Linked DNA regions of Capra hircus: region 1 is linked to region 2. The links are chromatin contacts, called in public Hi-C maps. All regions are on one chromosome and are shown on one strand. The core of a region is the stretch at or near the end of the contact, and the rest is flanking DNA. Distances in the headings are between cores, read along the strand shown.

What was found. Hi-C and Micro-C count contacts between places; a contact is called where the count stands out from the background.
Region 1: a Hi-C map of liver shows a contact between it and region 2, with 2.6 times the contacts expected there. The contact joins two enhancer-like sites. A contact is called at or near these places in 3 of 5 Hi-C or Micro-C datasets (blood and liver).

The regions. Positions count from the first base shown.
Region 1 is chr3:94,038,191-94,045,552 of ARS1.2, forward strand. No RefSeq gene overlaps it. Among named protein-coding and RNA genes, the nearest start is that of CD2, 10 kb to the right of the region's middle. Within about 2 kb of position 4,696, at least 2 of the 5 cell types and tissues checked have an H3K27ac peak or open chromatin away from gene starts, as enhancers often do.
Region 2 is chr3:94,101,494-94,108,405 of ARS1.2, forward strand. No RefSeq gene overlaps it. Among named protein-coding and RNA genes, the nearest start is that of CD2, 53 kb to the left of the region's middle. Within about 2 kb of position 2,343, at least 1 of the 5 cell types and tissues checked has an H3K27ac peak or open chromatin away from gene starts, as enhancers often do.

The DNA of each region.
Region 1 (7,362 bases), core at 3,446-5,945, 61 kb before region 2:
CATAGGGCCTGGACTCTATCTTAGGCCTGTTCATGCTGATCATGCTCGGCCACCTTTCAGATGGACTCTGAGCTCTGTGTTTAGTGCCTAAGGAAACAACAGCAGAAGGATAAGACCCCCTCCGGACAGGCCATAAACTTTTCCGTACCTATCGGAGTGTCATGTCGGGCTTATTGGTTATTGGCCAATTGTTTAACTGTTTGAGCACATAACACGTGAATGATGGGGTTAATGGGATTGTATTTACCCTTCCTTTGTTTATGTAAGTCTGAAGGAATTTGGAGTGGTGGGTTCAGACACATACACATGGGGTATAAAAGATTTTCACAAATGCTGGTCGGGGTCCTTGGCTAAGAGGAGACTCTGCCTTGGGCCCGCTGGTGTAATAAACTGCACGCCACTTGTTAGGACCAAACTGGAGCCAGGACAGGCTCTAAGGGGCAGGCTAGGCCTGAGGTTTAGTCTCTAGGAAAGCTAGGCACTGGGAACTCCCGCAGGCAGTGTAGCTCGACCAATCAGAAAAATCCCCATACCCTCCGCGACCCCCCCCCCCCCCCGCCCCACACCAGACCCGAGCCAATCCGGATAGGGATGCGAGGTTTAATAGTCCCGCATGCACGCATGGTTTAGCCAACCAGCTATGCTGGTACAGGAACAAAGAACCGTCTGTATAAATGTAGATGTGATTCAGAGCTCGGGGCTCTTGTCGGATTCCACTGTGCTGGATGAGACCTGGGCCCTGGCTCGAGCTAGCAATAAACCCCTTTTATGCTTTTGCATTGCTGTGGACGTCTTATTCTCTCAGTTTTGGGGACTCGGACTTCGGGCACAACACAGTATCTGCATTGTCCTCCTGAGTGAGTTTGTTTCCCGGAATGCGGGGCTACAACGACTCCACTGGGGCACTGCCTCCAGATGTCTACCATGATTGCAACCATCACACAGTGTTCCAAGGATCTGGGTATGTGTGATGTCTCTCTTACGGGGCCACAAACTCTCTGAGAGCAGTGCCCTTGACTGCATACCCTTCTATCTCCAATACCTGTTGTAGAAGTTGGCAGGGTAAGTTAGGATTTCTCGTTGCAAGTTATAGAAATCAACTTGATCTCCCCACTTAGGCAAAACAGAAATCACTCTTGCTTGGTCAGCCCACCCTGACCTTATGTTGTTGTTAACAACCTATGTTGTTGTTCAGCTGCTCAGTTGTGTTGGGCTCTTTGTGACCCCGTGGACTGTTGTATAGCCCTTCAGGCTCCTCTGTCCATGGGATTTCCCAGGCAAGAATACTGGAGTGGGCTGCCATTTCCTTCTCCAGGGGATCGTCCCAGACCAGGGACTGAACCATGCCTCCTGTGTCTCCTTCATTGGTAAGGCAGATTCTTTACCACTGAGACTCTCCATACTTCCTCCCAGTTCTCAGAAACAGGCCAGTCTTGTGGGTGGGCTCTTCACAGAGAATACGCCAAGAAATGGGCACTAACCCCTGGATACTAAGCCCTGAAGGACAGAGGACCTGAAGCAGGGTAGGAAGAGTGGGAGGGAAGGGGGTGGCCACACTGAAGACCAGCAACTTAGTTAGGGCCATTACGATGGTTCCAAGTTCAGCTGAGGAGTCTCCCCTCCCACCTCTCACTCTTCTCCCTTTCTTCAGCCCCATCAGTTCATCAGACTCAGGAAAACGAGGGCACCACGCTCATCAGCCCAGCACACGTGCCGGGTTGGGGCTGACACACGAACCCTAGGTGTTGGATCCCAACAAAATGCCTGTAAAGTTTGAGGACCATGTGGCCAGACACCTCCTCCCTGCCAGCAGTTACTTCATTCTCTTCTCAACTTGTCCTTGCTTTTTAATTGCTCAGTTTCTTCCCTTTGTTTTCCTAGTTAAAGGCTAACAGAGAACGAATTGAGTATTTCAGTCATTTGCGGTCATCATTAATTTCATGGTCCTCTGCATTTATTAAGTCTTATTTCCCCTTCATAATCTCCTTTCCCCTGATATTTGTAGAAAGCACATCTTATTCTCCTTAATTGCTTTGGCTGGTGTGATCTAATTCTGATTTTTCGCCACTCTTATCTTTTTCCCAGGAAGCTTTAACTGATGCAGAGTGTTCTCATTTAATTCTCTCCCTTTTTCTCCACACATGGGAGTGTGTTTCTCTGTGACTCTCTTCTCAGTCTTTGGAGGAAGTTGCACTGCTTGTATTTTGCTTCCCCTTTAGAAGAAGTGCTGGGTGACCTGGGCTTTAGTTATGTGTGGGCCCCCTCCTTTGCCACCTGTTTCTCCCTTGAAAACCACCCAGGTTTCTCCAGTTTTCCATCTGCAGCCAAAGGGCTTTTTGCCCCTCAGCTGCTGGTGGTTCTTCCCCTGGCTGTTTCGCGGCTAGTACAGAAAGCTATGCCTGGGGCAAAGCGGGAGAGGAAGCTGTGCAGTCAGATGGGCCACCAATTAGCAGCTCGGGGCATGGACTGCTGGGGAAGCTAATGACTGGGAAGATGCTGCCCACGCAGCAGGGCCAGTGGCCGTGGATAATTAAGCGCTTGCTATCAGTGACAGTGAAACATCATTCCTGATCTAAGCCTACCTGAGTGTCGTCCATCTCTCATTTCTGAACTGCAGCACCTCAGTTTTAAGCTTCCCAGGTGCACGTTGCTCGTGGCTCTCATTCAGCATCTATTTTGTTCTGCCTTGGCTTGTGGTCAGTCATTTGTGTGTGTCCCAGACGACAAAACCTATCTCATCTCACCCCTTGGCAATGTAAACATACTTGGATCCCATGGCCCTCATGCCTATGAACACATTGCTTAAATTGTTCCAGAACTACCTCTGGCCTCCTCTCTCCCTCAGCCTCCATGCGAGACAGCTCCCCGGTCTGCATCTTTGTTGTGTACCTCTTCCTGTTTGCTGAGATGCCCTTGCTAAAGTCTCCCTGATTGCAGTGCCCATAGGGAAAGCCAGGCTGCACCGAGCCCCCTTCTCTCAGTGGCCACTCTTGATTTTTGGTCCTTTCCCTGCAGCTCCCCCCGCACCAAGGGGAAGCTAACAGCACCCCCTGCTCTAGGAAGGGAGCTTGTGGCTCAGCCTAACCGAGTCAACGTGATTCCCTTCCCTGGTCATTCTCATTGGTTTGGTGGGAGCACAGGACCCTGTTCAAACCAACAAGGCCAGAGAGGGCATCTATTGAAGATTCTTTGCAACAAAACCTTCCTTACTTCTCTGAGCAAGCTGATGGGCCATAGGGGTTGGTGGCCATCTTTACCAGCCTGGGGAAGAGCCCAGCTGAAAATGAGGCCAGCACAGGAGAGAACGGCACCAAGAGACACAGAAAGGCTACGAGTCTTGGTTTTAATATTTGAGCTCATGGATCCAACTGCATTGGACCACTCTAGACCTACGGTTGTTTAGTCGCTAAGTCATGTCTGACTCTTTTGTGACCCTATGTAGCCCACCAGGCTCCTCTGTCTATGGGATTCTTCGGACAAGAATACTGGAGTGGGTTGCCATTTCCTTCTTCCAGACCCAGGGGTTGAACCCGTGTCTCCTGCTTAGCAGGCAGATGCTTTACCGCTGAGCCACCAGGGAAGCCTGTGGCACCCTATACCCTACCTCCAAGCTGTAAACACATCCCACCAGCACTGCCTTCAAGATGCAGCCATAATCCAGCGCCTCCTGTGTCTGCTGCTCCCTGCCCAGTCCTTAGGCTCAGGCCGCTGCAACACCTGCACACTGACCCCCTGCCTCCACCCCCAGCCCTCGTGCACTCTTCTCCACAAGGTAGCCTGAGTGATCCTGTTAAACCCATGGGTCAGATAATCCCACTGCTCTGCTTAGAACCCTCTAAAAGCTCTCTGTTCGGCTGCAAGAACTTTTTCTTGACTCACAGGCCTTGCATGACCCACCTGCTCCCCTCTGAGCTCATCTCCCACCACTCCTGCTCTAGCTCGGCCCACTCCATGCTCACTGGCCCTTGACTCCGGCCTCTGACTGTCCCCGCTCCCTGGGACACCTTCCATCAGGCCTCTGCACAGTTTGCTCCCTCTCGCCCTCACAGCTCTGCTCACCCGCTGCCTTTCCAGTTAGGTCATCTCTGGCCAGTCCTCCCTAAAGTAGCCCTTCCTTGTCACTCTGTATCCCCTTGCCTTGCTTGATTTTTCTTTGTATCAGGCATCACTTCCTGAAAAACGACATATATTTGTGGCTATTATTATCTGTATCTCCTCCTTAGCATGCACATCCTTTGAGAAACTTGGGGTGTTGAGTTTGCTGCTCTGCACCCAGTTCTTAGAAAGGCAGCTGGCACATAGCAGAGACGCAAAGTGTTGTCAGCTTACTGACTGAATGAATGAATGGCCTAATGACTTCCCGATTATGAATAAGGCATTTTCATTTGACGTGATGCCACTTGTAGACAGAGAGTCCTAATACAGTGTTCAAGTAATAGTTGCTTAAAAACTGGACAAATACCTTAGCTTTGGTCAGATTGTAAGTTGTCTTCAAATATTAATAATAACAATATCTGGCCTGCAACTACCCCTGTTAAGTCCCAAGTCAGTGTCGCATATGGTGCCCCTTATGCAACACTTATACGTCGGTTTTGCAGCACAAACGGGGCAAATCCTGTCCTCCCCCCACATCACAGGCAGAGCGTGGTTCGAAGGTCGTGAGCAACAGAGCAGGGACCAGAGCCCACACTGCCTTGCTCCCAGCCACAGCTCTTCTCGGTTTTGCATTTCTGTCCTCGGATCTGCAGTTTCATAGCCTGACACTCCTCCACAGCCCCGGGGGAGTGCTCAGAGATTCAGGTCCATGCGGTCTCTATTTAGCTAACATTTCCAATTCCCTTTTCTCTGAGAGCCAATAAAACTGAATTTTTCCCTCATGAGATCGTGGGCTCTTCGGAAAAAGACAAGCAAGCATATGGTCTCGGGAAATCAAATCTGCCTTGTGAGATAAAAATTTTTCTCTCTGTAAGTCAGCCCATGTGTAACATTCCGTGCAGCTGCCTTTTATATGTTGGGGGGCGCGCGGACAGCAGGCGCGTGCTCTTGCTTGAGTGGCCGCAACACATGGCGAAAAATCCTTCCGCAGCCCCTTCTCCTCCGGAGCAGTCCCCAATTCCCCCACCCCCGACTCGCTATTCCCCGCGGATGACATTAGCTCCCTTTTTAATTCCCTTCCCCTTGCTGCACACTCTGATGCTACTCCCCAACTCCCTGTGGACGTGTGAAGACTTATTCGGTTTCACGTGTAATAGATAAAACAGCAGGGGCTTCTAATAGGAAAACGTTTTCCAGGCTGCAAAAGGCTGCAGAAAACCACAAAGCTGCCAATATGGTTCAGAGTTTATTAATACATACTTGGCACAGTTTTGGCACCCGACACTGTCCCCTCCCCCGTGGAGAGAGAGGAGGGGCTAATTGTATGTTTATAGACACAGCCCACAGTGGAGAAGCCCCCCTTTCCCCGGGAACTGTTCTTTTCTTTTGAACAGTTTTATTGATGTATGATTGATATGTAAAGAACTGCACATATTTAATGTACACGATTTGAAGAGTTTGGACATATGCAGAGATCCATGATGGCAAGATCATGGTAACAAACACTGCATTCTAGACAACAGACGTAGCAACACCTCCCAAAGTACCCTTGCGTCCCTTTGTCCATCATAACAACACTTAACATGATGGTACAGCCACTGTGGAAAATCGGATGGAGATTCCTCAAAAAATTAAAAATAGAACTACCGTGTGATCCAGCAAGTCCCACTTCTGGGTTTATTTCCAAAGAAAATAAAAACACTAACTCAAAGAGATAGTTGCACGCTAAGTACATGGCTAAGTACATTATTTACCATAGCCAAGACATGGAAGCACCTAAACGATGAACTGTTACAGAAAATATATAATTCAGCCCTAAGAAGGAGGAAATCCTGCCATTTGCGGCAACATGGGTGGACCTTGAGGGCATTATGCTGAGTGAGATAATTCAGAGAAAGACAAATACTGTGTGAGCTCACTTAAATGAGTCTGAAGTTGCTCAGTCGCGTCCGACTCTTTGCGACCCCACGGACTGTAGCCTATCAGGCTCCTCTGTCCATTGGATTTTCCAGGCAAGAGTGCTGGAGTGGATTGCCATTTCCTTCTCCAGGAGATCTTCCCGACCCAGGAATCGAACCCAGGTCTCCCGCATTGCGGACAGACGCTTTACCATCTGAGCCACCAGGGAAGCCCCTTCACTTAAATGTGGAATCTGAAAAAGTCAAAAACTCAGAGAGAGTAGAACAGTGGTTGCCAGGAGGTGGAAGTAGGGAAAATGGAGAGATGTTAGTGTACAAACTTCTAGTCATAAAAGGAATACTTTCTGGGGACTCTGACATACAGCTTGGTGACTGCAGTTAACAACACTGTATTATGTACATGAAAGCTGCCAAGAGTAGGTCTTCAGTATTCTTACCACACACACACATGCACACACACACACAAAGATAATTAAGTGAGGTGTTGGAGCTGTTGACTAACTTTACTATGATAATTACTTTGCAACATTCCCTCATACCTTAAATTTATACAAGGTTATATGTCAAGTACCTCTCAGTAAAGCTGAGGAAAAAGAACACAATGGTGAGATCTGCCCTCTTCACAAATGCTCAGGTGCACACTCCTGTACTGTGAACTGCAGGTGCTGTGTTGTAGAGCTCATCTTTAGACCTGACTTATCTGACGTAACCGGAACTTCACCCCCACTGAACAATGACTCCCCATTGCCCATTCCCTCGGCCCTTGGTGGCCACGTGGTGTTCTCTGCTTCCGTGTATGTGACTATTTTAGGTAACTCACACAAACGGAATCAGGCAGCCTTTGTCCTTCTATAGCATAATGTCTGCTATTATCCATGTTGTCAAAATGGCAGGGTCTCCTTCTTTGTAAAGGATGAAAAATATTCCATGGTATGCATATACCACAGTTTCCTTTTCCGTTCATCTGCTGATGGACACTTGGCTTGTTTTCATATATTGGCTACTGGGAATCACACACTCCCATGTGCATCAGAGCTTGATCTTTTAAAGGCCCTGCACACAGGCAGTAGACCTCTTTGCTAGAGCAGTGTTAAATATAACTTGGGTCTTCATCCTTATTAAAAACTCACGTTGGGACTTTCTCAGTGGTCCAGTGGGTAAGATTCCGCGCTCCCAGTGCAGCTGGCGGGGGTTCAATCCCTGGTTGGGGAATTATGGATAGATCCCGCGTGCCGCAACTCCGAGTTCATATGCAGCGACTAAAGATCTCACCTGCCGCAACTAAGACCCAGCGGAGCCAAGAAGATAAATACAGACTTGACAAAACCCCAAAGCGCATGTCTACAGT
Region 2 (6,912 bases), core at 1,093-3,592:
AAAAATGATATATGCATATTGTTTCAAAAAACAAACATTATCAAAAAGTATAATAGAAAACACTAGTCTCCTGGCTCACTGAGCTCCCCTCCTGTTCACAGCGCAGGGGCACTCAAATTTTTAGTTACTGTTTTAGATGCTTACCTCCAGTATTACGTTTATTCTGTAATTTCAAAGCTGTAGGCATTATTTTACTGTTGTGACATGTTGGGATTTAGCTCATTTATATCAGTTGCCCCTGCCCCACTTTTCATTCCCATATCCTTCCAATAAACTTATCGCTATGCGGTTTGGTAATATTGTTCAGTCGTTAGTTAAGTCATGTCCAACTCTTTGGCACCCCCATGGATTGTAGCCCACCAGGTCCCTCTGTCCATGGGATTTCCCAGCAAGAATACGGAAGTCGGTTGCCATTTCCTTCTCCAGGGGATCTTCCCAACACACAGATCGAAACCGCATCTCCTGCATTGCAGGCAGATTTTTATTTTTAACCACAAAACCACCAGAGAAGCCCATGTTTCGTTTAGCCAGCAGTAAGTCAATAATCAATTATTAAGTAATATAACAACAATACCTCCATGATTATCATTAATATATTTATTAATACTTATGATTAATTTAATATGAATTACTATAACTACATAAATACTATTCACCACAGACCCTTGCTGCGTATTAATATTACAGTTACTTTCCCTTCCCTTTTTGTTTGGGCTGTAGTTTCTAGCGGACGTTTTCTTCTTGCATTGTCTTCTTTGTCATTGTTCACATTTTTAAAAATTACCATTATATCAGGTATTAAGTCCACCATGATCATGAAGATCTTTCTGCCTCAGTTCTTCATAATCCTGCTTCAAGATGGATCAGGAACCAAACTATTCTTTAAACAGCCTTCTACTGAATCCTCTGGGTTTTAGTTCTCCAAGTCTTTCCTTCCTTTTGGTGTATAATCTTTCTAAGCTAAGAGGTGATGCAGATGTGTTCTGCACCCTACAGTGGCTCAGTGGGCACAAAAAGCTTTGGCTTCCTCCAGCCTGTTACAACCAATACCACTCTACAAGAATTTTTTTGAGATCCTTCACCATCAGATAGCCCTTATCCAGTGGTTCTCAACTGGGGGCAAACTTGCCGCCCAGAGAACTTTCAGTCATATCTGCAGATGTTTCTGGTTTTCCCAATTAGGGTGAGGGGTTGCTACTGACTTCTAGTGGGTAGAGATCTGGGACGATGCTAAACATCCTCAATGTACATGACAGCACCTACAACAACGAATTATTTATCGTTTTAGTAGCACAGAGAGGACGTCAGCATTTATATTCAAATTGACATAGTACACTGCTCAATCTCCTAGAGATTCAGTTTCTTCATTCATACAATGGGGCGAACACTTAGGACTAGATGAGATGATGTATAAACAGAATCCAAAGCATAAAACATCCTTCATAATTAGCCAGAAGTTTGTTAAAAATCAAACACAAATGGAAACCACACTTGAAAATTAACTGAGTAGACAAAATCAGTTCAGTTATACAAGCAAACCTTAATTTAAGCTTACTTTGCAAGACAAGTCTGGCTAACTTGACTTTGGTCACTTCTTTGCTTACGCTTCAAAAAACCGTGAAGCGAAACTCTAATTGTTCCCTTGCATTTATATGAAGTAAACACTAATAACCAATTATCTTCATTTAAGAAAATTCTATTAATAATATTGTAACAATCACTGTGAAGAACAAACATTCACTGCTTCCACCCATAAAAGTTGGTTTGTTACAACATCGCTCTGAGCCTCATTCCCTGTTTTAGTCTGAGTGCTCTTGGTCTGCAAATTGTCTTCTTGGCGTGTGCACAATAAATTTTAACTAATTACCACTTCAGTGATTCATTGGTTTTACATCTGTGTTTTTTTTTCCTTACATTCTTGACAAGTTATAATTTAAAAATGTGATGGTTTGACAGATTGTAATGTACTATCTTGTTTACATTTCTTTGTACAGGTAAGACGGAAATATTTTCATAAGCTTATTTTGCAATTTGCATTCATTCTGCTAAATCTTTACTAACATTTATTGATATTCTATGTTTTCTATAACTCGAGCACTCGGGCCCCACCAGTTTGTGACTGTAAAATAGAGCCTCATTTGCTATAATACCCGAATTATTACTCTGAATTGCTGTCTCAATAAGCAATCCACTGTATTTCAGCGTTGTTCAAGCATTACTGGGAGTCGCTTGAATTAGTTAAATACCGCTCCTCGGCCCTTGCTGCCCCCTGCTGGGAGAGCAGGGACTTACATTCACTGTGCACCGGAGGAGCGCACTTGGGGCTTTACGCTTCCTGCCCTTCCTCTGGAAGACCCCACCTACAGGTTTTTGGTGCCTCCCACGCCACCATTCAGCCCCGATGGCCGCCAGTGGTGTGCGGGATAACATGATTGAGCCCTGAAGGCCTGTGGAGATAAAGCCCAGCTGGTCACCCCCCTGTACGCTTGCACTCTTGACCTCCTGCCACTGGGGTAAGAATTGCCCAGTCCTTCCAGGTGGAGATCAGTCCTCCGGATATGATGAAGACCTCAGTATTCTTTAGTTATTTGGCTGTGTCTGGTCTTAGTTGCATCATGCAGGATCTTTCGTTGCAGTGCACAGGACCCTGGTTGTGGCATGCCAGCCAGACTCCAGTGACCTCGCAAGAAAAAAAAAAAAAAAAAAAAAAGATGAGGTCAGACCAGGCTGTACCGCTTAGTTGCTCTGATAGCTATAGTGGATTCTGACCTTAGTTTTCATCCCAGACATCAGGAATTGAACAGATCACAAACATCTTCCATGACATTGCGAACAATTGGCTAAGGCGATAATTCTCGACCACAGGGACAGCACAGCAGGCCGCATACGGAAGTCCCAAGACTAACCTCAGGTATTCCTTAGTTGCCAACTGTAACTGTCCACCAGATTATCCTCCCATTGAGGAATGAGTCACATTATGTGAGATCCCTGTAAAGAATTTCTAGGGCTGAGTTCTGTGTCTGCCCACACAGACAATTATAAAAACCCAAATCTTGATCATCTATTTCCACATTTCAATCTAAGTTTGACCCTGGAGAGAAAATGCTCTGTAAGTTTCAAGCTTATCTAATAATGGAAAGACCTTAATGTGATTATGAGAATCCCTATAATTTTAAAGTTTGTATTTAAATTCACAATTTAACTGGGTCTTGATTTTTTTTTCTCTTAAAAGCAAAAACACAAAACCTCTAAAGAGGCTTTCTTAGAACTAAGAGAGTACTACCAAATCATATGTGTGTCTGAAATAAATGTGAATGAGTGCAAATAATGAAGCTATTTCCATACATGGCACTGGGTGCCTTGCTTCTTCATTCAGAATGAAGTTGCAATTGGCCAGAATCAGTTACATTTCTATTTCATTCTGTCATGGGAGTAACTAATGTTCTGCATTCAATTTATAATTATTATTCTAAGCCACCCTCATGAATTTCTTTTTGTTTTCATTTTTATCACTGTCACCTTAACTATCTTTTGAAAACATTTTATTGGAGTATAGCTGACGGACAATGTTGACTTAGTTTCAGGTGTGCAACACAGTGATTCAGTTATACAGATATCCCCTCTTTTTTTTCTCGTGCAGGTTATCACAGAATGCTGAGCAGGGTTCCCTGCGCAGTAGGGCCTTGCCGGTTATCGGCTTATGCATGGCAGTGTGTGTATGTGTTCACTCCAAGCTCCTGATTCACCCCTCCTCCCCCATCTTTCCTCTTTGGTGGCCCTAAGTTTGTTCCTGATATCTGTAAGTCTGTTTCTGTTTTGTAAATAAGTTCATTTGCATATAAATTTATTTCCTAACTCTTTTTAATGAAGGGGTGACATTTTGGTCCTCGGCAGCTGTGTGTGCCCATGTTGTACTCTCTGGCCCATTCTGCCCCTGGCCGGTTCCGGACTGGGATTCCCACATGTCAGAGACTTTAGTCTCCTGGGGAAATCACTCACCTTCTTCAGACCTCTTCTCAGAGGCAGACATTTGCTCCTCTGTTCCTCTCATTTTCTCTCCTGCGGTCCTCCGGGTCTTTTTGGCTGCATGTTGAAAGCTCAGGGGTCTGGCTCCCCCGGCTCCACACCGAGGCCCAGCCTGAGCTCTTACTGCCCTGAGGAGGAAGTCTCTCCCCACCCCTGTCTGCCTCCCCTGTTTCACCCTGTGGACACTCAGGGAGCAGAGGGCAGTCCACAGTTTTGGAACCTGGTTCTTAGATCTGACTGGTTTTGTGTCCTAGTAGCCGGATTCCTGCCTAGAACCAAAGTATGAGTTGGGGGTCCTAGGTGTCTTATTTGGGGCCTGGATCCCTGTCCCATGGTCCATGAATACTCAGCTCTCCGAATGTCCTCTGACCATGAGGATTGACAACTGTGGCATCTCTGCTTTGGCTGCGCATTCTTTCTGAGTCTACTTCTGGTCACGCCTGAACTCACGCTTCCTTTCAGGCATTGTGACTTCTTTATTTGTGTACTTACTTATCCCTGTAACCCGCCTGTTTCTCCCACCCTGATTCCGGGTCCTGGCCCCTTCCCTGCTCTGTTCCATCCTCCAGTTGCCCCTCCTGACTGGGCCTCAAGTTCTGATGTGGTCAAGAGCTCAGTTAAAGGGATACTGAGGGGCTGGAACAACCAGGCCCAGAGAGTATGCCTTAATGGACTACTGTGTGAATTCCAGACTGAGACTGACGGAGGCTGGACTGTCTTCATCCTTGTAACCTGAGTTCTTTGTGCATTCACTGGATAAATTAATATTTATTTGGTAAGTGGGTATTCAAACAAATGAGCAAGCAAACCTGAGGGAGTTCCCAGGTAGAAGTCTCCTGAATGCTCTCCTTGGCCCTGCCCAGCTCAATGTTTTCATCAGTGGCTGCATTCTATGAAAACCCAGTAAATGGTACTATGGAGGATATGTTTATCAAATTGGAAATGACAGAACGTGAGAGATTATTAATACCATATTTCACCAAATCTAAGATGCATATCCTAACATGTCTAAAATCGAATGTATCATACAGTCAGCTGCATGTCATAGTTTATTTGGCAATATTTCTCCGTTGTGGGGTAGTTTTTAAAAATAGTGCACCTTACAATTAGGAGTCTTATATTCCATGAAATGTGGTCTATTGGTTGATGTAATACAAATCAAAAATTATCAATTAGTTAGTTAGTTCAGTCACTCAGTCATGTCCGACTCTTTGCAACCCCATGAATCACAGCACGCCAGGCCTCCCTGTCCATCACTATCTCCCAGAGTTCACTCAGACTCACGTCCATCAAGTCAGTGCTACCATCCAGCCATCTCATCCTCGGTCGTCCCCTTCCCCTCCTGCCCCCAATCCCTCCCAGCATCAGAGTCTTTTCCAATGAGTCAACTCTTTACATGAGGTGGCCAAAGTACTGGAGCTTCAGCTTTAGCATCATTCCTTCCAAAGAAATCCCAGGGCTGATCTCCTTCAGAATGGACTGGTTGGATCTCCTTGCAGTCCAAGGGACTCTCAAGAGTCTTCTCCAACACGACAGCTCAAAAGCATCAATTCTTTGGTGCTCAGCTTTCTTCACAGTCCAACTCTCACATCCATACATGACCACAGGAAAAACCATAGCTTTGACTAGACGGACCTTTGTTGGCAAAGTAATGTCTCTGCTTTTTAATATGCTATCTAGGTTGGTCATAACTTTTCTTCCAATGAGTAAGCGTCTTTTAATTTCATGGCTACAGTCACCATCTGCAGTGATTTTGGAGCCCAGAAAAATAAAGTCAGCCACTGTTTCCACTGTTTCCCCATCCATTTGCCATGAAGTAATGGGACCAGATGCCATGATCTTCATTTTCTGAATGTTGAGCTTTAAGCCAACTTTTTCACTCTCCACTTTCACTTTCATCAAGAGGCTTTTGAGTTCCTCTTCACTTTCTGCCATAAGGGTGGTGTCATCTGCATATCTGAGGTTATTGATATTTCTCCCAGCAATCTTGATTCCAGCTTGTGCTTCTTCCAGCCCAGCGTTTCTCATGATGTACTCTGCATAGAAGTGAAAAAAGCAGGGTGACAATATACAGCCTTGACGTGCTCCTTTTCCTACTTGGAACCAGTTCTGTTGTTCCATGTCCAGTTCTAACTGTTGCTTCCTGACCTGCATACAGATTTCTCAAGAGGCAGGTCAGGTGGTCTGGGATTCCCATCTCTTTCAGAATTTTCCACAGTTTATTGTGATCCACACAGTCAAAGGCTTTGGCATAGTCAATAAAGCAGAAATAGAAGTTTTTCTGGAACTCTCTTACTTTTTCCATGATCCAGCGGATGTTGGCAATTTGATCTCTGGTTCCTCTGCCTTTTCTAAAACCAGCTTGAACATCTGGAAGTTCACGGTTCATGTATTGCTGAAGCCTGGCTTGGAGAATTTTGAGCATTACTTTACCAGCGTGTTTGAGATGAGTGCAATTGTGTGGTAGTTTGAACATTCTTTGGCATTGCCTTTCTTAGAGAGTGGAATGAAAACTGACCTTTTCCAATCCTGTAGCCACTGCTGAGTTTCCCAAATTTGCTGGCATATTGAGTGCTACACTTTCACAGCATCATCTTTCAGGATTTGAATAGCTCAACTGGAATTCCATCACCTCCACTAGCTTTGTTCATAGTGATGCTTTCTAAGGCCCACTTGACTTCACATTCCAGGATGTCTGGCTCTAGGTGAGCGATCACACCATCGTGATCATCTTGGTCATGAAGATCTTTTTTGTACAGTTCTTCTGTGTATTCTTGCCACCTCTTCTTAATATCTTCTGCTTCTGTTAGGTCCATACCATTTCTGTCCTTTATCGAGCTCATCTTTGCATTAAATGTTCCCTTAGTATCTCTAATTTTCTTGAAG